Linked DNA regions of Mus musculus: all the other regions are linked to region 1. A link is a contact called in public HiChIP or PLAC-seq and promoter capture Hi-C data. All regions are on one chromosome and are shown on one strand. Each heading gives the region's core, a stretch centred on a gene start, on an enhancer-like site or on the middle of the called end of the contact. The rest is flanking DNA. Distances are from core to core; before and after follow the strand shown. Region 1 holds the start of Cmtm7 (CKLF-like MARVEL transmembrane domain containing 7). Region 2 has its middle 8.4 kb from the start of Gm31559. Region 3 has its middle 26 kb from the start of Gm31559. Region 4 holds the start of D730003K21Rik (a long non-coding RNA gene). Region 5 holds the start of Tgfbr2 (transforming growth factor, beta receptor II). Region 6 overlaps Tgfbr2 (transforming growth factor, beta receptor II). Region 7 has its middle 30 kb from the start of Gm31014.

Region 1 (3,339 bases), core at 514-3,013:
CGGCGGGCCCATGACGTCATGGTTAAAATCCACACTCACTGATTTTGGACAAGCTCTGTATCACTGTCATCCAAAGCACACAGTAAGTATCCCTGCTCCTCAGTCTCACGGACCAGCATTCTCATCGCCATTAATTTTGTGCACCCAAGTCACGGCCCAGCAAGGGCATTCCCTTCCCATCGGCTTCCCTTATGGATCAAGGCAGAGGCCTGATCCAAATCTCTGCCGCGGCCCTCGTCTTCGCATGGGCGTAAGACTGTAAAGTCTCTTTGACTCCAACCATCCTTTAATGATCAAAGAGGTGGCCTCTCGGGCTTTTATTTGGCTGATCAAAGCCCTTAGCCTGGGTCCCACACACCATCCACTCAAATCCAAGACTGCTTAGCACCAGACCTTTTTAGTTCCGTATTAAAACTGCCTGTGTCCCAATCTTGGTCCATTTAGGCACCCTTCTCAGGAGAGGCGGAACGTCTTCCTCCCACCTTTCTACACTCTAGGCATCCAAAATAACGGTTATGGAAGGCACAAAGCTCTGGCCCTGTACCAGCCCCGGGGGGGGGGGGTCGGGGAGGGGGGAGGCTGCTCCAGCTTCGCTGGCAGGTCCCAGCTTCCGGGTCTGTGACCTTGCACTGGGGTCCCTACATCTCTCCGCAGCTTTCTACAAACCACCACTCCCCTCTCCACCCATGATAAGTAGGGAATTCAAACGGCCCAGCCCAGTTTCAAAACACACCACACAAACAGAAAAGGTATTGTAGACGAGACATTTGCACAGAGGTTGAAAAACAAAAACGGGAGGGAAAAAAGAAGGGTGGGTAGAGAGCGAACAGGATCAGGCCTGGTAAACTTCTGGTCGGGCCAGAAGCTTTTGTGCAGCTCTGGTCACAGTAACAGCCGGCTGCTCGCCTTGCCCTGCCTGGCTCCAAGCGAGCACCAGAAGCCCCCTAGCCACAAGCCTGCCTAGTTAACCTAGTTAACTAGTTCTGCCTTCTGAGGCGCCTCGGAAGGCTGACAGGGCGCAGGGGACCTGGCGATGGTCTGAAAGGCGGCGCTTCTCCCGATCCCCAGCAGAGATTCGAAAGTCAAGCCGAGCCCTCTTGTCGCCGAGCTCTACCCTCTCGGGCGGGAGCCCGTGCGCGGCCTGGAGATGGCAGGGGATAGCAGGAGACTCTCCCTCCCCCAGCCCGGGTGCGAGACGTGCGGCCTGGAGAAGAGGAAGGAAGACGAGGAGGAACTCGCACCCCGGGTTTCGGTGGGGAAGTGAGCTGGGCCCGGTAGGGAGGCAGCTGGAGAAGTGAGGGGGCCAGGGATCCTGTCGGCTGTTCCCGGAACTTTCTAGGGGGACACTGGGGCATCAAAGGGGCGCGCGGTGCTCCCAAGGTCCGGGCCAGGTGCAGCCCCGTGTACGGGTCCCCAGGTTCCACTCCACTCTTCTTACCATCTGCGCCACTTTGAACAGGGCGCCGTGGGTGAGCGGGTACACCCGGTCCAGCAGTCCCTCCGAGGGCTGGCCTGGCCCCAGCGCGCCGCCGCTGCTGCACGTGGTCCGGACGAGCCCCGATCCATGAGACATCGCGCGACCCAGCCCGGGCTGGCCGCCTCCGAGGCCCGGGGACCTCTGGCCGGTGAAGCTGGGACGGGACGGGGCGGAGCCTCAGGGGCGGGGCGCACGGCTCCCTCTTCCCAGCTGCGGCCGGACCCGGAGAGGACTCGGGAGCAGATGCCCCGCAAGCCCCTGCCCTCTAGACACGCGGAAGTTGGACTGGCGTGGGCAGGAAACCGGACGCCTGGGGCCCTGGCCTCTCCCAGGAGCGCACCGCCCAGGTCACAGCTGGTGATGAGCCTCCAGGGATTTTTTGTGTGGGTGCGGCTGCTACTAGGTACTGACACGAGTAGGGGGAAATGCCCTGAGCATACCGTGCTGCGCTGTTCATTTCTGCTTCTGTGTGTGTGCACGGGGCACGCACCTGTGCCACCATCACCTACAGCAATAAAAACAGGTCCATCGCCTCAGGACCTTCCTCCCCCACCCTCCCACCATTCTGCTTTCTTTCTTATTATTTTTTTTTGTTGTTGTTATTTTTGCCTTTTTTTCTTTCTTTCTAAAAACATACTCTCTCTTGCCAGAGTTGGGTAGCACTTATTTTTAATTCCAGCACTAGGAAGGCAGAGGCAGGAGGATCTCTGTGAGTTCGAGGTCAACCTAGTCTACATAGTGAGCCCCAGGACAGCCAGGACTACACAGAGAGATCCTGCCTCAAAAACAAACAAAACAAACAAACAAGCCAGGCTCTCAGTGTGTACCACTGGCTAACCTGGAACTCCTGTATAAACCCAGCTAGCCTCAAACTCGCAGGTATTCTCCTTGCCTCTGCTTCCCGGGTGCTGGAATGATACCATACCCAACCGAGGTGACTCTAGGCACTGTCAAAGTCGACAGTTAAAGCTAATCAGGACACCACTCTCAGCATCGCAGTACATCTTTTTAAGTATGTATGTGTGTGTGTGTGTGTGTGTGTGTGTGTGTGTGTGTATACAGAGGCCAGTGGAGGATGTCTAGTGTCCTGCTCTGTCACTCTGTCTACCTTACTCTTCGGTGAAGAGAGATTCGTCTATCTCAGGACATAGAAAATGTCTGATAAAAGCAGCCTAAGAAAAGAGGAGAGATTCTTTTGTCTCATGATGGAATGTTTACTTTTCTTTTCCTGGTCTGTTATTGGACCTGGGGTGAATAGAAGTTTGTTTGTCTCAGTGTTAGAAGTCAAACAACACCAGGTTAGTCCTAATTTATGCTCCCTGCCCACACGCAGGGTTTCTCTGTATATTACTGGCTGTCCTGGAACTCACTCTGGAATCCAGGCTGGCCTCAAACTCAGAGATCTGTCTGCCTCTGCCTCCCCAGTACTGGGGTTAAAAGCGTGTGCCACTACTGCCTAAGACTTTTTTTTTTAAATAGATTCTTTGATTTTTTTTTTAACTTAGTGAATTTATTTTATGTGTATGGGTGTTCTGCCCACATCTAGCTCTGTGCGCCATGTGTGTGCCGGGTGCCTGCAGAAGCCAGAAGAAATTACAAAGCTGGAGTTACAGTTTTAAGTTGCCATGTGCAGGCTGGGAATTGAACTTGGGTTCTCTGGAAGAGCAGCTGGTGCTCTTAATCATTCAATGAGTCATCTCTCCAGTCCAAGGAAGACTTTTTTGTTTTGATAGTCAACAAGATTGAAGCCTCATCAAAAGTTAAAATGGCCAGAGATCAGACTATACATTTTGCTAATATGCTCAGCCAAAATGGTTACCCCTTATAACGCCAAAAACCCCACAGTCTCCTCTTCTCTCATG
Region 2 (3,339 bases), core at 328-2,827, 1.6 Mb after region 1:
TGGCAGGGACAGAGCAGTGATGTCTGGTATGATTGTTAGAGCATTCACAGGGCAGGGCTCAAGCAAGGACAATGGAAGGAACCACAGCAGGAGGAGAGCCACCACACTGATAAGGCACAAAATCACAAGGGATGCAGAGCAGCCTTGTGAGTCTCAGTAGCTCTTGGGTGGGACATGTGGCATATCTGTTGGATCTTAAAAATGGTTTTAAATGTTGGGCTAATATTGTGAACCTTAACAGGTAGGATCCCTGGTATGTCCCCGAGAAGAGAATTGTGTGAGTAATCTTGGGTTTAAGAGAGCCTTTTTTGGGGGGTAGTGAATTTGTTTGTTTATTATTGAGGCTGTCCAAGGGGGGCCTTGATCTTGATATGTATTAGATTATTCCTTATGATCTTCAGGCTGCCACCTCCTCCACCCCTTCTGGCTTCTCCATCTTCCGAGCTCTGGGATCATAGACACATGTGTCAGTGTGTCAGGTTTTTGTGGTGTCTCCATTGCTCTGCAACTTAGCCCCTTACTTAAGACAAGGATTCTTAGGGGGTGACCCCAGAGCTGCAATGTCAGCATCATCTTGGGAGTTCCTTTGCTATGCAAATTCCTGGGCCACGTTCCAGCCCAGAAATACACTCAATCAGAAACACAGCGGACCGTTTTCAATGAGCCTCCAGGTGATGGTGGTTGGCATGCACACTCACGGACTGTGGACTGGAAGAGGAGAGCGGCATGCCTTTCCCATGAGTCACCTGATAGGACTTGGATTTATTGCTTTCAGGTGTTTTAAGTCGAGGGTAATTCAGCCAGCGGCATGTTAACACATTGCCCACAGCATAAAGAGAGAGTAAAATTTATCCCTCCACCCGAAGCTCATACTAAAGTGGTCTCCTCCTTCTTTGTTGCATTCCATGCAAGTGATACAAAACACACGCTGACCTCAACTATTTTCTAAGAAATTTGATAGGGGAAAACAACAAACCCGGGGACTCCACCTCTCCCTAGACGCTGCCGCTGTTTCTAACTGGCTTGAGCACTTGTGCCTGGCTGCTTGTGCTCTGGAGGTATCTGATGTCTCCGTGCCAGTGTAGCCCCCAGAAACACCAGCTCGGCTTCGGCTTTCCGCAGGGCTGTCTCGCAGAGAGTTCTTGATGGGGTATGCCTGAGATGCTGGCGAGAGTCTAACACAGGAATGCTGGCTCTGCTGGCTCTGCTGGCTCTGTTGTTCACACTGGCCAGGCTTGGCAGGACACCTTTCTTTAGGTTCTGCTGAATTACTTTTCTCACTCTGGTCGAAAAGCAGCTTAAAGGAGAACCAGTTTATTTTGCTTCATGGCTTAAGGGGTGGGGATGGGGGTGGGGGTAGGGGTACGGCTGGGAGTGGGGAACAGTCCTTCCAGATGGCGAATACAAGAAGGCAGGATCTTGAGGGAGCTGGTTCTTAGGAATGGTCCCTTCTCTGTTAGGGAGCAGAGAATGAAGTGAGACCGGAAATGCTTTCATAAAACCTCAAGGCCAGCCTACAGTAACCCACTTCCTCCAGTGAGGCTTCACCACCTACAAGGTTCCACAACCCTCCCTAACAGCGCCACCAGCTGGGGCCGTGTTCAAACACAGGAGCCTAAGAGATGTGTCTCATTCAAATCATCACAAGCTCTAAATTGTGCTCACAGTGCGCCAGCCGGGGCTCTACGGCCTGGTGCCTCAGAGTCTTGATATAGAAGGCACGCTATTGTAGCATTGCCAGGGCTAAGCCAGTGCCTCTACTCCCCGGAGGGGTCATTCGACACTCTAGTCTCGGGAAAATCACTATCCCCGTGAGTGAGCTCTGCTTTTCCAACACATTATTTTGTTTCATAGACGACTTATGAATACAATCAAACACCCCTAGTACCTGAAAGAACGCATAAGTCATAAATAACTTCCTTTGTGTTCTTTGCCGAGAAATACCACCTAGCTTCCTCAATCCCACAGAGGTGGGCCACGCATTCCTTACTGGCCATCTGGAACAGTGGAAACCTTCAGACTGTGGAGAAGTCAGCCACACCCACATTTCCAAACACGTCGTTAGACCCCAAAGCAGAAGGCTCGTGATTACACCCCACAATCAGCTCTGAGGCTCTGAACAGACCACCCATCTCTCGCTACACATGGTGGTAACTGCTGTGGGTGTTACTTAGCTCTTCCAACATGGAAGTATATTATATATACTAGATAATACAGTATAATATAGAAAATATTCCATGTAGAGCTATTGTGGGTTTGTAAAATGAGTTACATTATAGATCAAGGATTGTGAACTCCAGTATTAAGTTGGTTTTCTATTTCTATTAAAAAAAAAAAAGGAAGGAAGGAAGGAAGAAAGAAAGAAAGAAAGAAAGAAAGAAAGTCTAAGTAAAAGACCAGTAAGATTGCCCAATGAACAAAAGTGCTTGCTGCCAAGACTGATGGCCTAAGTTTGGTCTCCCAACTCTCAAAGTTGCCTTCTGACCTCCACTCATAGTCTGTGGACACACACACACACACACACACACACACACACACACACTTCACTTCCTTCTTGTTAGGAGCTCACAAGGCATCTATCTGATATGTACCCCAAAATCGTGGCAACCATCATTCTAGAGCTCCAGGTCCCGTATGAGATCTCTGCCACACAGAGAGACAGATCTTTGGGGACAGGAAGCCAAGATTAAACCTCTGTCCTCTGTAAGAACCAAAGAGCCTTGATTAGCTTGCAGGTGGAGAGCTGGAAGACTGCTGGAGTTTACATTAGGCGAAAACTCACAGTGCATAAAAGAGCAGTGACAATTTCTCTACTCCTCAAGGACCAGGGTCTGTTACTATATAATTTTTCTTTTATCAGAAAAGCTCCTGGCTGCAGGCTACGCACCCTGATACTCCATGATAGCCCCGAGATTACTCCATGGCTCCCTGGGAGTGCTTCAGCCACTTCTGGGCGTTCAGTGGCACATATCTCATTTGGGGGCTGTGCTAGACTGTTGTTTCTGAGGTTTCTGAGGTACTGTCTTGCTCAGGAAAAGAAGAAACAGTTACCTTAAGTACAAGGAAGGGCCCTGAGGATTTATTCACAAAGAGGTGCAGGGGTCAAGGCACAGCTTGGTGTGTGTGTGGGGGGGGGGGTGTCATTTTTTCCTTTCAAACTTTCTATTGCCAGTGACTTTTAAAATGCCAGTTCTGTGCTGAACTATGGACAGGCTATATCAAGATGAGCCAATCTAAAGTTGCTGGCAGGAGAATGCAGAATGGAAGCAATTAAAATGACTTATCTGGTCTCATCTAACTGGTTATCAACAAAGCAATTGGACAATTGGACACAGCATT
Region 3 (3,339 bases), core at 296-2,795, 1.6 Mb after region 1:
TATGTATGTATGTATGTATGTATGTATGTATGTGTGTGTGTGAGCATGTGTGCTTGTGTGTACATGCGTGTATGTGCTGCAGAGCTGTGTGTGTGTGTGCACGTGCACATGTGTATGTGTGAGCATGTGTGCATGTGTATACACGCATGTGTGTGCTGCAGAGCTTTATGAAGATCAGAAGACAACTTGCAGAAGGCTGTTCTCTTACCACGTGAGTCCCAGAAGTGGTGCGCCAGTTGACAGGCTTGGTGGTGTTCGGGTTCCCTCAAACCTTGACCTTTTACACTTTGAAAATCTTCTTTCCCATGAAATCCCAGGATCCTCCACAGAAAGCTCACTCCTCCCCTTCCCATCAGCCTTCCCATGTCTGCCAGTGCCTGCAAATCTCAGTGCTAGTCAATAGCTATGATTCACAGTGCTGCCAAGCACAAGGGCATTTATCAGTCTGCAGAGTTAATCAGTGCTATTCGATCCTTCGCTTAGGGAGCAAAGTTAGAGTTAGAAAACCTAGAGGGAACCAGGAGGTCTCAGGAGCAGCTGGATCTAGAAACAAACGGAGGTGAGCACAGGAGTTCAGGCTCCTGGTGCTCTGCGCTTTCTCGGGAGCTGCCTTATTTCAGAGAGCATCTTCCTGACATGCAGGCACAGATGGGCTCCTGGCTCAGAGAGCGCGAGGCTGCAGGGGGTAGGCAGTGAGAGCTGCGGAATATTAATTGGATAAGGACACGTAGAATCAATACTGATATAAGAAAGTAAATAGAACTTTGATTTATGCAATTATTATTTTTTCAGAATCTATTTGCAGCCTAATTGCCTGTGACACTAAGGCTGGAATACAAAGTACCAGCCCCACATCTGTGACCTTTGCATTGAGTGCTGTTGTCGTCACTGTTGTCTTCCTCTCCTCCTTCTCCTTCTTCTTCTCTCTCTCCCCGCTTCTCCCTATCCCTTGTATGTGTAATAAACTTTCTCATTCTGTGTAAAAATTCTCCCAACACCATGTGTGCCCTGTAACCCAGCTCAGACGGTCAGGTTTGGCAGCAAGTGGTTTACCCTTTGAGCTATCTCCCTACTTTTGATGACTCTAGTTTGAGCTGTACATCTGGCTCACCCCACTGGGAATCAGCATGTAAGAGGGGCAGCCATCAGAGTCCCTTGTCTTTGTGTGTCCTGACTTGATCAGCTCATTGGCTGACTACATGTAAAATGGAGTCAAGTGTTTATGCTCTGTGTTATTGGGGACATGGTACAATGTACTTGTATTCCTGATAAAGTGCCAAACTACAGCTGAGTTGAAATGACTACTCCTTCTTCCTCCCTCTCTCCCCCTTCTTTCTTCTTTCCGTCCCTTGTTCATAACCTCTCTTTCCCTTCCTTCCTCTGGGTGACTTTTCTTTGATTCTATGTCCCTCAGACATCCTCACTGGCTCCGCATCCTTCCCAGTTCCCATTTTTGAACTATGCCCGCTTTGAGTGTCTGCAGAGTGGCTTCTGCAGTCGCTGTTCTAGGGGCTGTCCGGAGCTTTCCTTCGTGCAAACCACAGCAGCTGCAGTTGGTGACGCAGACACACAGGAAGCCACGCTGCCACTTCCTCTGCTCCCTTTCCTCTTTGTCTCCATTCTCTGACGATTCTTGCAACTTTTTTACAGGAAATGCAACCAGGAAAACAGACTGAATATAAAAAAGTATTTCCAGCAAAAGGTCTCACCTCCAAAAACCATAAAGTTTGAGGCGGCCTTAGAGACCATGTTAGCAAGCCAATTAGTTTGAAACTGAAGGAGAAAGAATGTGAAAGAAGAAAAATAATCTCAGTTGGTATTTCCTCTGTATCTTCCTTCAATTCATTGTTACCTTTTTTTTTTTTTTTTTCTTTTTAGCTTTTTGAGACAGGGTTTCTCTGTATAGCCCTAGCTGTCCTGGAACTCACTTTGTAGACCAGGCTGGCCTCCAACTCAGAAATCTGCCTGCCTCTGCCTCCCAAGTGCTGGGTTTAAGGGCGTGCACCACCACCGCCCGGCCATTGTTACCTTTTGATGTAAATACTGTTACTCAGTATGGGAGGTTCGGAGACCGAGGGCCAGCGATGTCATCATCCTGTGCCATGTGCCAGTGCTCACTCAGAAGCCATGCTCGACCTACTGCTACAGTGAGGTTTCTTTCCTTGTAATAAGAGAGCTGGGTAGAGGCAACCCAGCACTCCCACTAGAGAAGGCTTCTGAGGAAGAGCTTTAGGAATTGGAATGAAATCTGAGATTGCATGGAGGAGTTAACTCCCAGGTAATAGGCTGGATTCTCCTTTACGCAGGCTTTCCTCTTTAATGGTCTGATTTGGTGAAATGAACTCCACATATGATTAAGGAACACTACTTTGTCTACCTTCCTCTTCAAAATACAAAACAGAGACGAAACCTTTTGCAAGGGGCCCAGTGAGATGCTGGCAACCAGGACAATGCAAGATGCCTTCTAATGGAAAAATGGGAAAGCCCTTCTGCATTCTGAGGTGTGTGTTACTTCTCATGGTTATGTCTCTGTTTCTCTTTCTTCCTTTCTTCCTTTCTTCCTTTCTTCCTTTCTTCCTTTCTTCCTTCCTTTCTTTCTTTCTTTCTTTCTTTCTTTCTTTCTTTCTTTCTTTCTTTCTTTCTTTCTTTCTTCCTTCCTTCCTTCCTTCCTTCCTTCCTTCCTTCCTTCCTTCCTTCCTTCCTTTCTTTCTTTCTTTCTTTCTTTCTTTCTTTCTTTCTTTCTTTCTTTCTTTCTTTCTTTCTCTTTCTTATTTCCTTATGAGGGAAGCGTGTCACATGTTCCAGGCCAGGGAGCAGGAAGCTGCCCACCTTCTCAGGTGTGTACCCTGAGTTTCTGGGGACTTGGACCTGCTCTACCTACCAAGCTTCCTGGCATGGTCCACCATCCCACACTCTCTCCTCTCCTCCTCCTCCATTCCCTCCTCCCTGTCCTCTCTCTCCTCCTTCCTTCTCTCCTCCCTGTCCTCTCTTCTCTACTACTTCCTTCTCCCTGTCCTCTCTCCTCTCCTCCTCATCCATTCCCTTCTCCCTGTCCTTTCTCCCACTTCCTCCTCTCCGGCTCCTCCCATCCCTTTGAAAGCTCACTCTGCCCTCCAGAATCTCACACCTTTCTATCAACAGTTTTCTGCATTCTCCTGTATCTCAGTATTTTCCCTTTGAATCTACTTTTCAACTTCTTCCTGTTTCCAGTTACAGTTTCCTTTTACAGACCTGTTACTAGGCACTCCTGGACCTTTCCATCAGTGAGATCTCCTCCTTACCTTGCTAACATCACCATCCCCACCACCGTGCTGGGAGAAAACAGCACCTCTGTTAAGG
Region 4 (3,339 bases), core at 436-2,935, 1.5 Mb after region 1:
TTATGTATGGGTAAAACGTACTATGATCACATGTACCTGCCCATGACCCTCTCCCTTAACTATCCCATACTTGCCCCGTGTCCTTGTATGTATGCAGGGCATGAGTGTGTGTTCACAGTGGCACTTGTCACACCATGTCCAGAGCACAGTGCTTCATGCACCCCCACCCTCGTCCGGGTCTCACAATCTTCTCCTGTCCTCATTCAAAGCATTTGACCAGTTACAAGTCTCTGTATTCACCACTGTCCACTATAAAAGAGAAGCTTCTTTGGCCAAGCTGTGGGTAGCAATAGTCTGTAGATATAAATATAAGTTCTTAGGAGACGGTGTAGCTATATGTCTATTTTTTTTAAACAAAATATCTACCTTTCCCCCTAAGGCTTATGACCTTCCAAGCCAAAGTTTGTTTTCAGCTTGTGGGTCTGTTTGCTTGAGACAAAATTCTACTATGCATTGCATGATAGCCTTGAACTTACTCTAGCTCAGGATGGCCTCAAAATTAGAGTAGTCCTCAGCCTCACAGAGTGTTGGCATGCCAGGTGTGTATCATGATGCTTAGAGACAGATTTCTTTCTAACCAGTTATAGATGTAAAATTATTCTTAGTTTGTGGATCAAATCAACCAACAAACGAACAAATCAACAAACCAAGCAAACAGTCGGTAAAACTAAAAACAGGTGGCAGGCGAGGTGCTGGGTTATCAACAGTAGGCTGGCTACCACCCCAAACGTCTTCAATGCCACTGGTAAGTTCCATACATGAGCTTGCTTCACTTTCACTATTGTGGCACACACACACACACACACACACACACACACACACACACACAAAACATATACCTTGACTAAAAAAATGTATGTCAACAATGAGATCCATGGATATGGCTGCTGGGTGATATGTTGTTTGCCTAACTCTGTGTATAAAGATAAATATGCATATATACCCTTGCAAGTACTCATAAATACTCATACACCTAGACATAGAACATAAACATATATTCCTTGAAACAATTCAGGATTCTAGACATTTCCAACTGTTGCTTTCACACATTTAGAAGGGTTACTTAGCACTGTCCCCATTTTCTGGTTCTATAACTGTGTTTTCATGACTTGATCTTATCAAATCCCAACACCCCCATCTTCCCTCATCCAACCATGTGGTTAGTCACCAGGTCAAGCCCAGTTCCTTGAACATTAGTGGATTTCCACCTAGAGTCAGGATGACAATGAGTGGGTTTGGCTGTAGGTACATGGAGTATGGTAACGTAAGGATCCATGAGTCACTGAAGAATGATACCCCAGACTCAAATAGTACGTAAACGGAGAGTGTTTTACTTTGCAGAAGTCCAGCATGCTGGGGTCTCTCCAATGCCAAGATAGAGAGACAACCAAGTGAGCTTGCAGGCCTGATTTAAAGCACATTAGGTAATTCTGGGATAGGTGACTTCTATGTTAATCTGTTGGGTCTATCTCTATGGACATTCCATTACTGGGGTGTAGGAGCTGTGAACCTGCTGGGAAGATCTAGAAACTGTTGCTGAGGAAGTCTGGAAACTGCTGCTGACCCATTGTCCTTGCCTCACGATAGGTGGCAGGGCAGCTTCTGAGGCCTGGACTTGCCTGGACTTGCCCAGTTCTTAGAAACAGAGATTTAGGCCTAGTCTCCTTAACTGCCAATGTGAAGCCTGTCATGGAATCAGCCTAGCTTCCATAGGCCTTCTCAGTACCTATCAGAGCGATTTGGAATTTCATGGTTCCAGGAAGTAGCTAAGTAAGTTCTGTATTCAGCTCTTGTTCTAACTGGCATAGAGTCCAAAGTGAGCAGGAGTATTAATCAAGGAGGAAGAGCCCGTGTAAATGTGGAAAAACTCCAGGATTGTGGCTTGGAGGTCACAAAAGTAAGTTGGAACTTCCAGGAACCTCTGCCTGATGCTTCCAACTTCAAACACACCACCGACTTGCAGGGAACGCTGGCACAGTTGATTATTTTCTAATGGACATCTACCCAGGTGAGGAGCTGGGGAACCTGAAGGAAGAGACCTGGTGAGGGACACAGAACTGTATGCTTGGCTTCTGCCCTCTGTCACAGGGAGACAGACATCAGCAGTTCCTGTGTGACCCACAGCAGCTGAGTAATGCGCTCTGAAATGTCCTATCTCAGTTGGTAAAGTGCTTGCAAACCCCTGGGTTCCAAGCTCTGCAAGGCACAAAGTGGGTATGGTATCGTATGCCAGCTATCACAGCACTTGTCAGGCAGAGGCAGGAGGACCAGGAGTTCAAGGTTTTCTATCTATTGCTATCTAGTGGGTTGGAGGCCAGTCTGAGCCACGTAAGATGCTACATACGAACAAACAAACAAATGGCAAATAGCTAATGTGGGCCTTCCATACCCTACCTTGTAGATTCTTTCTGCCCTGAGACTATGAAGAGATAGAATCCTGGTCCTCAGATGTCTCCCCTAGCTAAGTCAGCACAGAAAATGGACTATGTAAACTCCCTTTCCTGTAGAGCTGGTCTGAAGTAATCCGAGATGGTTTTTGTAAGACTTGGTAAAGTTCCTTCACCCTCTTTCCAGTACTGTCCTGGGGAGAGGGGGAGTCGGCCTTTATCCTTGGGAGATTGCACAGATTTAGAAACTGATCTTACACGGAGGACAAGAGAACAGCCTAAGAAGTCACCTCTTCTCTGCCTGGGGGTTTTCTCCCTCCTGCGGGGTGCTCAGAGGGCTTCTCCTGGAAGCCCTAGGACCAGCAGGCCTGGCTTCCTGCCTTTCTCTAACCAGGGTGGCAGGGGGCCTGCATCTGCCTCCCAGCAGCCTTCCTGTGTTGACAGCACCCTTTGTTCTTCCTTTCTCCCTAGGGAAGATGTTGGCTTGTCTGTTCTGGGCAACAGATTTGGGAAAAAACACACTTTTGTCTTTTAAAGGAATTTATCATTGTTCTTCTGAAGACTCAAAAGAAAAGTCACCTTACACTGATTTCAAAAGCAACAACAACAACAAAAACCAATTGAACACCCCCTCGCCCCCTTCAAAAACAACAGGAAGGCATGATTCAGGCCATGCATTTTAAAATTACTAAATCCACAAAAATGTGAATGTGTGTGTGTGTGTGTGTGTGTGTGTGATAACAATAATGAACAGGCAAAAGAAAATTGCAATGTTTCTCAATCTCTCCATTTTCTGACATACATGTCACCATCAGATTCTTTTTTTAAAAAAGTCTCTTAATTATGTGCATGTGTGTGCGTGTATGGCTTTTGCACATGTGCAGGTGCCAGTGGAGACAAGAAAGTGTCCAGTTTTCCTGAAGCTGGAGTTAGAGGCAGCTGTGAGTCTCCT
Region 5 (3,339 bases), core at 623-3,122, 1.4 Mb after region 1:
CTCCATGAGTCTCTATCACTCTCTTTGAGTCTCTCTCCGAACCTAGAGCTAACCTGGCATCGAGCAATTTCCAAAGGGTTTCCAGTCTTCTCTCACTAGTGCTGGGCTGGCAAAGAACCACACCCAACTTTGCATATGGGCCCTCGGGATTTGAACTCACGTCCTCAAGCTTGCACAGCAAACACTCTTAGCCACTGAGCTAAATCTCCCAAGCCAGCTTTAAGGGCCTGGGTTAACATGAGAGACAGTTGACCTTTCTGGAACTGCACTTCAATGGAAACCAACGACACGAACGCGGACTTTATGAAGCAACAGGACTAAAACCTGTTAGGATTTTTGCTGTTTCCCTTTGTGTGGCTCTTCCCTTCTGAAATGGTCCACTGCTGTTTGCAACACGATCCAAAACTCTTAAATCACCTCAACTACCGATGTCTGCAACGAGCTCTCTTGCACCCTACTTCCGCGCTCCCCAACACACACACACACACACACACACACACACACACACACACACACACGGCCACCGCAATCTCTGCATTTCACCCCAAATCGACCCTGGCCATCCTCTTAGTTACTAGGGAAGGTCATGGAAAGCCAGTGATGAAAAGAGTGTAAACTTTCACAAACTGAACCACTGCATTGTACAGTAGGGAAAACTGAGGCCCAGAGTCATGTGACTTGCCCAGATCGTGGCCCTAACTCTAACTTTAGAGTTAAAATGCCAGATTTTAAACTTTCCAAGCAAACCCTTAGGAAGGAGCCCTAGAGCCTGCTTTTCTCCCTTAACTAACCCCTGCGATGGGACCTGGAGGACAACCTGGGTTAGGTGTTTCCATTGAATAGTAGCTGCTGAGATCTTTCATTCCAGGCAGCATCCCTATAGTCCATCACTTAGTAGGCATGCACTAGATTTTTCTCAGCCATCAACCTGACCACCCTCACTGGGTCCTCATCCCGGCAGGCCAGGAATCAGCGAGGATAGAGATCAGTTCTCTTCTCTAACTTGTATCCAGTGAGTCACGGCCCAGAATCCCTCCCGAGATGGCAAAGCTGAGGACTGAGAGTCTGGCTCAGTCGCGGTGTCTAGGGCAGTAAGCGGCCCAGGTGTGCAGCAGCTGGGCGTCCAGTCCCCTGCCGATGCTCCTCCAAGTTCCAACTTCTTAAACTTCCCTTTCCGGGGCTCCAGGCCCCTCGCGGCCGACCTGGCCTTTCGTGCGCGCACAAAGGGGGTCAGGAGCGTCCCCAAGTCCCCTGCAAGTGGACTGTCCTGCTCTTTTGCGAGAGATCTTGCCCGGATCCCCGCGGGCCTGAACCGACTCGGGCCGCTACAAACTTCCCGTTTCCGCTCTCGCACCGGGTCCCGCGGCCGACTGTCAATCGCTGCCCTGGGGGCTGGAGGAGGAGCGGGGAGCCCCAGTGAACCCCCAGGGTCGCGCCCTGGCCACTCACTCACCCGACTTGGGAACGTGCGGCGGGATCGTGCTGGCGATGCGCGTCCACAGGACGATATGCAGCGGCCACAGGCCCCGGAGCAGCCCCCGACCCATGGCAGCCCCCGTCGCTCGTCATAGACCGGCCCCTGGTGCGCCACGAACCGAGCCTCGGGGACCCCGGGCTGCGCCTTTACTCCTCGCCCTCTCAGGATGCGGGCCAGATGTGGCCGGCGATCCCCGGAGCTCGGAGGCCCGGAGGAGGCCCCCGGCGGCCGAGGAGAGCTGAGCAGGAGGCTGGGGCTCCGTCCCCCAGGCGAGCGTGTGCGCGCGCGGGGGGTGTCGTCGGTCGGTGCGCGCGAGTGACTCACTCATCAACTTTACCCGGGCGCCGAGAGGGAAACAGGAAACTCCTCGCCAACAGCTGGGCAGGACCTCTCGCCGCCGGAGAGCCTTCCAGCTCCGGCCCTCTCCTCCAGCTTCCAGCCCTCGCCTTCCTCCGGCCGCCAATCAAGGCCGCTGGATTGGACCTTGCCTGGACTCTACAAACTTTTAGCTGCCCACTCCCAGCGCTCCCACGCAACCCCCACCCCGCCAAGTCTGGGCTCCAAGTTCAAACTCAGAAGTGACTAAGCGCACTTTTCGCAAAACAAGCTCGAAAGTGGTGTAAACCACTTTCCTTGATACACCTCCAGGCACCCCCACACCTTCTAGGCATTACTCCCAGGGGCTTCATAATTCCATTGAGACCCAGGAGAGAGCTCTGAAATGTAGCTTCAGAGTCCCGAACACGTTGCTTCCCCTAATAAAATAAAGGTAAGCACTTCTTCACTAGAGCTTAGTTTCAGTTTTATGTACATGCATGTGTGATCACGTTGTAAAGGACTGTTTTTTACTGTGGAACAAAATCCAGGAGTTTGTCTCAGAGTTTAATGTGCGTATTAATCACGTTGGGTTGTGAATTTAGCTAACCTGCAGGTTCTGGTTCAGTAGGTCTGAACCCAGAGTGTCTGCATGTCTAATGAGCACCTGGGTAGAGCCTCCCATTGGAAGGACCGTTTCCTGGGCGTGGTTTGCTGGGTGAAGCTCTGTGATCAAGGTAGGGCTGATATTTTCAGGGTGTTGCCTCTAAGAAACTAAAGAAATTAAAGTATGTTTGGGGCCAGACGATGATGGCACACGTGGGCGGGTCTCTGTGAGTTCAGGGCCAGCCTATTATACAGAGTGAGTTCCAGGGCAGCCAAAGCTATACTGTCTGGGAAAACAAACAAACAAACAAACAAAAACCCAAAAAACAACAAAAAAAAGTGTCTTTGGTGGTGGAGTCTGCTTTTCAATGATCGCTCTTCGATAAGATAATTCGAGTAAGGAGAGAAAATACTTGGCTGGAGGTAGAAAGGCTATCAGTAGGAAGACCCATCAAAATTTCCATTCTTTCTGGGGTGACCATGTTTTCCAGAGACAATCTCTACAGTGTGTGTGTGTGCGTGCGCGCGTGCGCCTGTCTGTGTGCAGCACGGCCTGTTTTTTTGTTTTTGTTTTTTTGTTTTTTTGGTTTTTGAGACAGGGTTTCTCTGTATAGACCTGGCTGTCCTGGAACTCACTCTGTAGACTAGGCTGGCCTCGAACTCAGAAATCTGCCTGCCTGCCTCTGCCTTCCAAGTGCTGGGATTAAAGGCGTGTGCCACCACTGCCTAGCTGCCTGATTTGTTTTTAAGGGTTCATTTTACTGTATGTGTGAGTACCTTGCTTTCATGTCTGTATGTGCATCATGTGCATGCCTGTTGCAGAAGCTATAAAAGGACATAGAACCTTCTGGAACTCGGGTCACCCAAGGCGGCACAAGCCACGCATCCAGGAGGTGACTATGTGAGTGCCGGGAACTGACTCTGGGTCTCTGTAGAAACTG
Region 6 (3,339 bases), core at 353-2,852, 1.4 Mb after region 1:
GGCAAACAGGCCTAACAGGAAAGAAACAGATGGGGCCAGCAAAATAGAGAGAGAAAAGGAAGGAAAGGAAGAAAGAAGGAAGGGAGGGGGGGAGGGCAATGGGAAGGGGAGGGGGAGGAGGGGAGGGGGAGGGAAACTAAGAGAGCAACTCACAAAGCTCTTGATGCTCCCTGCCACAACCTGAGCTGACCAGAGCAGCATGACACAGATCACCTTGCCTGCTGCCCTCCTAGGAGGTCTGAGAAAGTCTCTTCATTGATCTTTGAGAGAAAGGGGAACAGCACCCCACACCTCACATTTGGAAGCGTGGGCATTTGGAAGGGCAGTAGATAAGGGGAATGTAGACTTCTCAGCGCCAGCTGGGGGCACGCTTTGCCTTTTTGTTTATTTCATTTTTCCACCATTACAGCAAAGCAGAAGGTACCACAGTTAAGGTTCAGTCGGGATATTTTCTTCCCTCCTCTTCCTTTTCTACCTCCTTGGATTCCTCTATGAAAACCTTACACAAGGCATGATCAATACAATTCACCCTGACCTGGGAACCCCTGACAGAGGTTAGCTGACCGAGATCACTGCCCACTAACAATCCCATCAGCTCCCGGAAGCCTATAAACCTTCAACCTTTTCCCTTTAGACCAATATTCTCTTCCCTGTATGTGACAGCCACCCCCTGGCCTTTTGTGAAACTGTTTGGCAAGACAGTCACTTTCAGACTATAGCAATATTGGTCATCTGTGTTGGCCTCATGTCATTCTGTTAAAAGCTTTACGAATTCACTCTGGAACAGGGAGCAGAGAAACACCAGCTTTTGTTCAGTTCATGCTTTCAGGAGGGTCACAAATGCCCCAGCAGCCTCAAAGCAACAGGTGAAATCCCAAGCCTCCCTCCCTCAAGAATTCCCAAAGACCTCGTGAGGTCATGAGGACAGGTGGAGGGAGGCAGTCGTGCTGCATATGCCTGTCCCAATCCCTAGGGAGAATCGGTGCCAGCCAAGCCCTTACGCACACAGCAGTGATTCTTATGTTTAATCTGTGATGCTTCAGAGGCCAAAGGGATGGCACCGCAAGGATGTGCATCTAGATCAACAGCTAGGGACAAAGATACAATTCTAAACAAACCCAAGAACTCTCTCCTAGCCGGAGGGGTGAGCTAGTCAGTGCATCACTTGCCTTGCAAGCAGGAGATCCTGACTTCAGTCCCCAGACTGTAGGCTTAAACCAGGAGTTTCCACTTCACCAGCCCTTATGTAAAGACACAAAACAACTCCAACACCACCAAGACAACCTAACTGACTCTTCAACAACCTCAACCCAAAATTCAAAACGCTTTTCAGTTTGATAGCTTTGTTACACACCGTGTGTTTGCTTAAACAGTCTGCTATGAAGGCAACACATTTTAATTGCTACAGATCCTCCATTAGCGGCTGGCCATCCTTTGGGAATTTTATACCAGTAGCAGGCAAATTAATTATTCGAAGTGTTCTCTGAAAAGAAGTTCCAGTAATAGGAGGCTCTCTCACCTAGAAAGTCTCATGCTGTCCTATGAAAGGGACAGCTGTCAGAGCATGTGACAGACTCATGAGACATAACACATTTCACTTCTCTTCCACAAGCCCTTGAGTAATAGCAAAACCTTCACCCCGGCACAAAGGTTACTGCATCGTTCTCTCCCATTGCCCCAAACTCACTGCCGAAGGCTCTGAGCTCTCACTGGGAAGGGAGGTGTTAATTTCTAGACAAGCACTGTTGTCTAAGGATTGTGGGGGTAAGAAGGGCTCAGATTTTTAAATTGGGATTAGGACTTCTTGGCCCATGTCTTTGAAACAGTGTTTACTGGTGGCTGGAAGGTTAGGGGAAAATTCATCAAGAATGCTTAACATTCTGCCAGCAGTGTCTTCATGTAACATTGAACTGTGTTCTCCTGATTATTGATTATTCTCGTGTATGTGAGGTGGGGGCACAGCATGCCCTAGCATGGACACGGGATAACTTTGTAGAGTTGGTTTTCTCTTCCAGCTTTACTTGGGTCTCAGGGATCCAACTAGGTTCTTCAGGACTGTGCAAAGAGGACTTATATCTGATGAGCGATTCACCAGCCCTACTCATATACCTCTGAATTCATGCACCCCTTTAGTACGGTCCAGGTTTGTGGAGAACCTGAGAACTCATTGACTCCACACATGACTGTGATGCCTGGCTTGGTGCTGTATATTTAAGAGTGCCATTGCTATTGCTGCAGTCGAAGGCAAAGCATCTTGAAGAATAACCCACAGCAAGTAGTGAACAGAACTCACTATGCCTTGAAGCTGAGCTTGTCAAGTGTGAATACACACTCAAATCCCTCAGGGGAAATATTGAATCTGCAGGTGTAGCTCGTGCACAAGCTCACAGAGCTGTGGGGGCTGGTGTGTTAGACATTCATAGAGCAGACTAGAAGTATGGAAACCAGACAGGAACTCATGATGAAGTTTCTGGTCAGAGTTCTTCCCCAGGAAACTCCACTGCTCACTTTTGTAGTGTACAACAGAGTCACATGATCGATGGTAACCTCCTTTGGTCAAAAACAATTAACTACAGCTGCCAATTGTATATGCAGAATAGCTTCATGGCAGTGCCAGGACTAAGGTTTCATTAAAAAGCTAAATGTGGGATAGAGAGACTATAGCTCAGAACGGATTTTAATCCTCAGCCCCCATGACAAAAAAGAAAGAAAGAAAGACAAAAGAAAGAGAGAGAGAGAGAGAGAGAGAGAGAGAGAGAGAGAGAGAGAGAGAAAGAAAGAAAGAAAGAAAGAAAGAAAGAAAGAAAGAAAGAAAGAAAGAAAGAAAGAAAGAGAAAGGAAGGAAGGAAGGAAGGAAGGAAGGAAGGAAGGAAGGAAGGAAGGAAGGAGGAAGGAAGGCAGGCAGGAGGGAGCTGGGCATGGCAGTGCAATTGGAAGTTGGACACAGGCATATTCTTGGAGTCTGCTGGCCAGTTAGCCTAGCTGACTTATTTGGCAAGCTCCAACTAATGAAGGCCCCTGTTCTAAATAATATACATTTTTTAAAGGTAAATATTTGTCACCTGAGGAATGACACCTGATGTTGCCCTCTGGTTTACACACACACACACACACACACACACACACACACACACACACACACTTTACACCTAGCTCTGTACACTCAACCCATCCATCCGCCTAGCAAGTCTGAAGTTATTCTTATCTGAGGTAGAGGGTCACTGCACGCAGCAGGGAGACCCGCCATTTCCCCTTTTCTCTGTGGGTTTTAGAGCTGGCAAAATGGAAGGCTGTTTTCCTTGCTCTTCACAGCATGTCTCCTCCTACAGCTCTTTCCAT
Region 7 (3,339 bases), core at 338-2,837, 1.3 Mb after region 1:
AACATGGGTGCTGGGAAGCAAGCTCTGATCCTCTGAAGGAGCTGCAAGCACTCTTAATTTCTGAGATATCATCTCCAGCCCCATCACCCCCCCCCTTTTTTTTTCTTTCAACAACAGAACTTTGGCCTTATGATAATGTGAGCACAGCTGAGAGTTCTTTCTGTCTTTGGACTGAGAGCCCTCACAGAGTGCAGGAGGACATTTGGAAGTACACCCTATGGAATTTCAAAGGACTTCTCTGGGTTTCTGTTTAACAGCCCCACCGCAAAGTCATCCTGTCCTTCTATGTAGCCTGAATGGTTTCGGTGACCAGAATGTCGCCCTAAAAAAAAAAATCACTGTGGAAGACCAGAATATGCCACAGCAGACACATCTCTTCAGCATTTGGACTATGTTGAAATGATCCTTTGGAAAACATAGGACTGGGAGGGGAGAGAGGAAGGAAGATCAGGGTGGGAGAGAGCGAGGGGTGGAAATGATGTAAAGAGTGATCATGTGAGAAATTCTCAAAAAAATATAATAAAATAAAAGCGAGATGCCTGCTTAATTAGAGTAGGAAGATGATTAACAAGCTATTTTTAAGTGCCGCGAGTATCAGGAGATATACCAGAATAGATTATGCCATGCGCAACTGATTGGCAGGCCTTGAAATGTGTGCAAGTTCCCAATCTTGTCTTGATCAGCAGTCTTTGCAAAGCAGGCCTGAAAGGCATGGCCCCCAACCCATAAAGTATGAAGCCATAATTATTCAAGTGAAAAAAAAAAAAAGGAAACTAATTAGAAGCGTGATAAGCAGTGATTAGGCAGTTACTTCAGGGGAAAATGAAGGAGATGTGCAGATGCCAACCGGGGTAGCTTTCCTGAAAAAGGGATAGACAGGCTGGTTTAGATGAAAAGTTCCCTGTCTGTCACCTAGGGAAGCAAGTGCCTTCAAGACAGGGCCATTAGCATGTCATTTGCACACTGAATTTAAGACAAAAAAATAAAAGGTCACCCCAAAACAGGAAGTCCTTGGAGCAGAACAGGCCTTGCATCTAAAAGTCAGTGAGTTGCAGGAGGCACAGGGTCCTTCCCGAGGGCCCTCGGAAAGCCCACTGCTAATACTCCTGACCTTACAGTAGCCAGAACTCAAATGACCGGGGTGGAACAGAGCCTAGAGGTGGGTCAGAAGACCTTGGCTTCTGTTTTGGCCAAGGCTCTTGGGACTGAGCCCATAGACCTTGTACATTTGGTCTTGTACAATAAGACTTTTGCTTTTTGTGCTCTGGTCAGCTGCTCTCTCCAGCTCTCCAGTGCTAAGGGCATCTTCTCTACTCTGGAGTTTGAGCTAGTGGTCTGGTTTGAGTGTGAATGGCCCCAACGGCTTGCACTTGAGCCCAGGCTGGTGGAGCTAATTTGGAAACCCGTGGGAATTGAAGTGAGTGGAACCTCAAGGAGGAAGTGGGCCATCGAGGGTTCACTTCCGGTTCTGTACCAAGGTTCCGCCTCTGAAGTTTGCTTCCTGATTGTGGACAGTGTTAATCCTACCAGATGATAATAAGTCCAGTAATACAATTTTGAGCCAAATCTGAAGCAAGCTTTAATTAAACATTGGCCAGGGTGATGAACTCTGGCTAATTCCACTCTGGGGTTCCCAGAAAATGGGGACAGGTCACATTCTACAGTAGTTAATAAAGGCAAATCTGTAAGGCTGTTATGTACCCCACCAGGTCCAATCATTGGCGAACATATGTCCTGATGTAATTCCTGGCTGTGTACCGCCTGCCTACATCCAATGAGAGTCAAATGTACTTCCTGACGTATTTCCTACCCACATACCTCCCACCTACATGTCATCGACCACAACCTGTGTACCTGGGCAAAAAAGTTGTTTAGAGGAGCAAAACAATAGCTGCCTGCTATATTTCAGGAAGTATCTGTCCTTGGGCAAGGTTGGAGACATATTCTGTTTTGTGGATCTCGTATGCACAGTAATTAAATCTTAAAACATAACTTAGCTCTCATAGACACTGTGTGACCAGCGGCCTCCGGTTCGTGCTGCCAAGTCTTCTGAACCACAATGGATTGCGTCACCTTCAACTGTAAACGCAAAGAAACTTCTCTGCCCCCCCCCCCTCCCGCTTGTCAGAGCGAGCAACCAGAAATGTAGCATAACCATTGAGTCAGACCATTGAGCTCTCCAGGGCTTTGTGTTGCTTCCCTAGCGCGTGCGCGCACGCACGCACGCACGCACGTACCAGCCAGCTTGCAAAGGAAAACTGGCAGCCCATCCTTACCTGAGTATCATCCACAGAACAGAGCATGCCCATGCACACATGTGCAGGGAGTAGGATGGGGGATGGCGAGGAGCCCCGGAAATACAAGCAGGAGAGGTAAGGACTATGAAACCCCTCTAAAGGGCTGTGCACCAAGTGGTCAGATTTTTTTTTGGAGCTCTTTTCTCAGGGCTTGTTAGGCCACTTCCATTCCTGCGTTTAATAAGCTGTCTTTTTTTTTTTTTTTTTTTTTTTTTTTGGTTTTCGAGACAGGATTTCTCTGTGTAGCCCTGGCTGTCCTGGAACTCACTCTGTAGACCAGGCTAGCCTGGAACTCAGAAATCTGCCTGCCTCTGCCTCCCAAGTGCTGGGATTAAAGGCGTGTGCCACCACCGCCCAGCGGCTGTGTCTATTTTTAGACAAGAATTGGCAGCCCGGTGAACTCATCTCCTGTGATCGTTATAAATAAGTGTGTTCATCTCCCAATGACTTACAAAAATCAGTGTTTTACTCATCAGCCATTCAAGAAACAACACTTGTGAAAGTCCAGGCTTCAAGTTCTACTCTCTTTCTAATATCTTTTGAGATAAGCGCATATCTGCTAAAACAAACAAACAAACAAACAAAAATGTTCTAGATGGCTGGCAAATTGTGAAACCATCTCAGGCACACGCACACATCTCACAAGTGAAGAAATGCTACCCTCACCCGGAAGAAGAGTGCCTCTTCCCATTGTTCTCACAGCAAGCATTTCTTCAGACCTTGTCAGGGGAGTGCTGGGTAAATTAAGTGGAGAAAAAAGAACATTCTGGCTCTCCTAGAGCAAAACGGGATGGCTATGGGCACAGAGATAGAAAGACATGTACATGGACTACCGGGCATTTCCTCATGTATGTCGCCTCCCGATGTAGTCCCATCGCGCTGGCCAGTTTTCATCAGGAGACAAGAAGAAATACAGAAAAGCAGGCACTTTGGTTGCACAAAATTTTAGGTCCTGGATAACTTGGCTTTGCCCCAGACTGTATCTCAGGAGCCTGTGTTCTGACAATCCAGTCCTTCCCCCTGGGAGTGCGTGCCTTCCTGC

The links. Promoter capture Hi-C pulls out the DNA fragments that hold promoters and counts their contacts. HiChIP or PLAC-seq counts read pairs in DNA pulled down with a chosen protein or histone mark.
Region 2: an H3K4me3 HiChIP or PLAC-seq map of pro-B cells shows a contact between it and region 1, with 14 times the contacts expected there. The contact joins the enhancer-like site here to the promoter of Cmtm7 in region 1. A contact is called at or near these places in 2 of 39 promoter capture datasets (liver and pre-B cells), 1 of 15 datasets of contacts at CTCF or cohesin (large pre-B cells) and 2 of 115 datasets of contacts at active chromatin or transcription factors (large pre-B cells and pro-B cells).
Region 3: an H3K4me3 HiChIP or PLAC-seq map of pro-B cells shows a contact between it and region 1, with 10 times the contacts expected there. The contact joins the enhancer-like site here to the promoter of Cmtm7 in region 1. A contact is called at or near these places in 4 of 39 promoter capture datasets (the 3T3-L1 cell line, the C10 cell line, hippocampal neurons and 1 more), 2 of 484 Hi-C or Micro-C datasets (B cells and LSK cells) and 2 of 115 datasets of contacts at active chromatin or transcription factors (large pre-B cells and pro-B cells).
Region 4: a contact with region 1 is called in an H3K4me3 HiChIP or PLAC-seq map of pro-B cells, with 7 times the contacts expected there. The contact joins the promoter of D730003K21Rik here to the promoter of Cmtm7 in region 1. A contact is called at or near these places in 5 of 39 promoter capture datasets (the 3T3-L1 cell line, the C10 cell line, the HPC-7 cell line and 2 more), 1 of 15 datasets of contacts at CTCF or cohesin (large pre-B cells) and 4 of 115 datasets of contacts at active chromatin or transcription factors (the 230-238 cell line, double positive thymocytes, extraembryonic endoderm stem cells and 1 more).
Region 5: a contact with region 1 is called in an H3K4me3 HiChIP or PLAC-seq map of embryonic forebrain, with 4 times the contacts expected there. The contact joins the promoter of Tgfbr2 here to the promoter of Cmtm7 in region 1. A contact is called at or near these places in 2 of 39 promoter capture datasets (the HPC-7 cell line and pre-B cells), 6 of 115 datasets of contacts at active chromatin or transcription factors (the 230-238 cell line, DN3 thymocytes, embryonic forebrain and 3 more) and 2 of 9 other capture datasets (adipose tissue and liver).
Region 6: a contact with region 1 is called in an H3K27ac HiChIP or PLAC-seq map of microglia, with 6 times the contacts expected there. The contact joins the enhancer-like site here to the promoter of Cmtm7 in region 1. A contact is called at or near these places in 7 of 39 promoter capture datasets (the 3T3-L1 cell line, the C10 cell line, the HPC-7 cell line and 3 more), 2 of 115 datasets of contacts at active chromatin or transcription factors (bone marrow-derived dendritic cells and microglia) and 1 of 9 other capture datasets (adipose tissue).
Region 7: a promoter capture Hi-C map of pre-B cells shows a contact between it and region 1. The contact joins the enhancer-like site here to the promoter of Cmtm7 in region 1. A contact is called at or near these places in 5 of 39 promoter capture datasets (the 3T3-L1 cell line, hippocampal neurons, liver and 2 more) and 2 of 115 datasets of contacts at active chromatin or transcription factors (large pre-B cells and pro-B cells).

The regions. Positions count from the first base shown.
Region 1 is chr9:114,780,230-114,783,568 of GRCm38.p6, forward strand. It overlaps Cmtm7 (CKLF-like MARVEL transmembrane domain containing 7), which reads right to left and starts at 1,764. Exons shown (of 5, transcript NM_133978.2): 1 at 1,439-1,764. The coding sequence starts at 1,573. It overlaps Gm9888 (a long non-coding RNA gene), which reads left to right. Exons shown (of 3, transcript XR_003948087.1): 2 at 1-82; 3 at 1,069-1,443.
Region 2 is chr9:116,382,839-116,386,177 of GRCm38.p6, forward strand. No RefSeq gene overlaps it. Among named protein-coding and RNA genes, the nearest start is that of Gm31559, 8.4 kb to the right of the region's middle. Within about 2 kb of position 1,578, at least 220 of the 459 cell types and tissues checked have an H3K27ac peak or open chromatin away from gene starts, as enhancers often do. A contact at or near this core is called in pre-B cells and pro-B cells, where this site is marked.
Region 3 is chr9:116,364,831-116,368,169 of GRCm38.p6, forward strand. No RefSeq gene overlaps it. Among named protein-coding and RNA genes, the nearest start is that of Gm31559, 26 kb to the right of the region's middle. Within about 2 kb of position 1,546, at least 116 of the 459 cell types and tissues checked have an H3K27ac peak or open chromatin away from gene starts, as enhancers often do. A contact at or near this core is called in B cells, LSK cells, pre-B cells and 1 more, where this site is marked.
Region 4 is chr9:116,325,638-116,328,976 of GRCm38.p6, forward strand. It overlaps D730003K21Rik (a long non-coding RNA gene), which reads left to right and starts at 1,686. Exons shown (of 4, transcript XR_871324.2): 1 at 1,686-2,008.
Region 5 is chr9:116,173,491-116,176,829 of GRCm38.p6, forward strand. It overlaps Tgfbr2 (transforming growth factor, beta receptor II), which reads right to left and starts at 1,873. Exons shown (of 8, transcript NM_009371.3): 1 at 1,454-1,873. The coding sequence starts at 1,547. Gm40582 (a long non-coding RNA gene) reads left to right here and starts at 2,154. Exons shown (of 3, transcript XR_871320.3): 1 at 2,154-2,246; 2 at 2,421-2,529; 3 at 3,221-3,339.
Region 6 is chr9:116,135,414-116,138,752 of GRCm38.p6, forward strand. All of the region lies in intron 2 of Tgfbr2 (transforming growth factor, beta receptor II), which reads right to left. Among named protein-coding and RNA genes, the nearest start is that of Gm31292, 8.3 kb to the right of the region's middle. Within about 2 kb of position 1,603, at least 90 of the 459 cell types and tissues checked have an H3K27ac peak or open chromatin away from gene starts, as enhancers often do. A contact at or near this core is called in the HPC-7 cell line, bone marrow-derived dendritic cells, liver and 1 more, where this site is marked.
Region 7 is chr9:116,082,739-116,086,077 of GRCm38.p6, forward strand. No RefSeq gene overlaps it. Among named protein-coding and RNA genes, the nearest start is that of Gm31014, 30 kb to the left of the region's middle. Within about 2 kb of position 1,588, at least 88 of the 459 cell types and tissues checked have an H3K27ac peak or open chromatin away from gene starts, as enhancers often do. A contact at or near this core is called in liver, neutrophils, pre-B cells and 1 more, where this site is marked.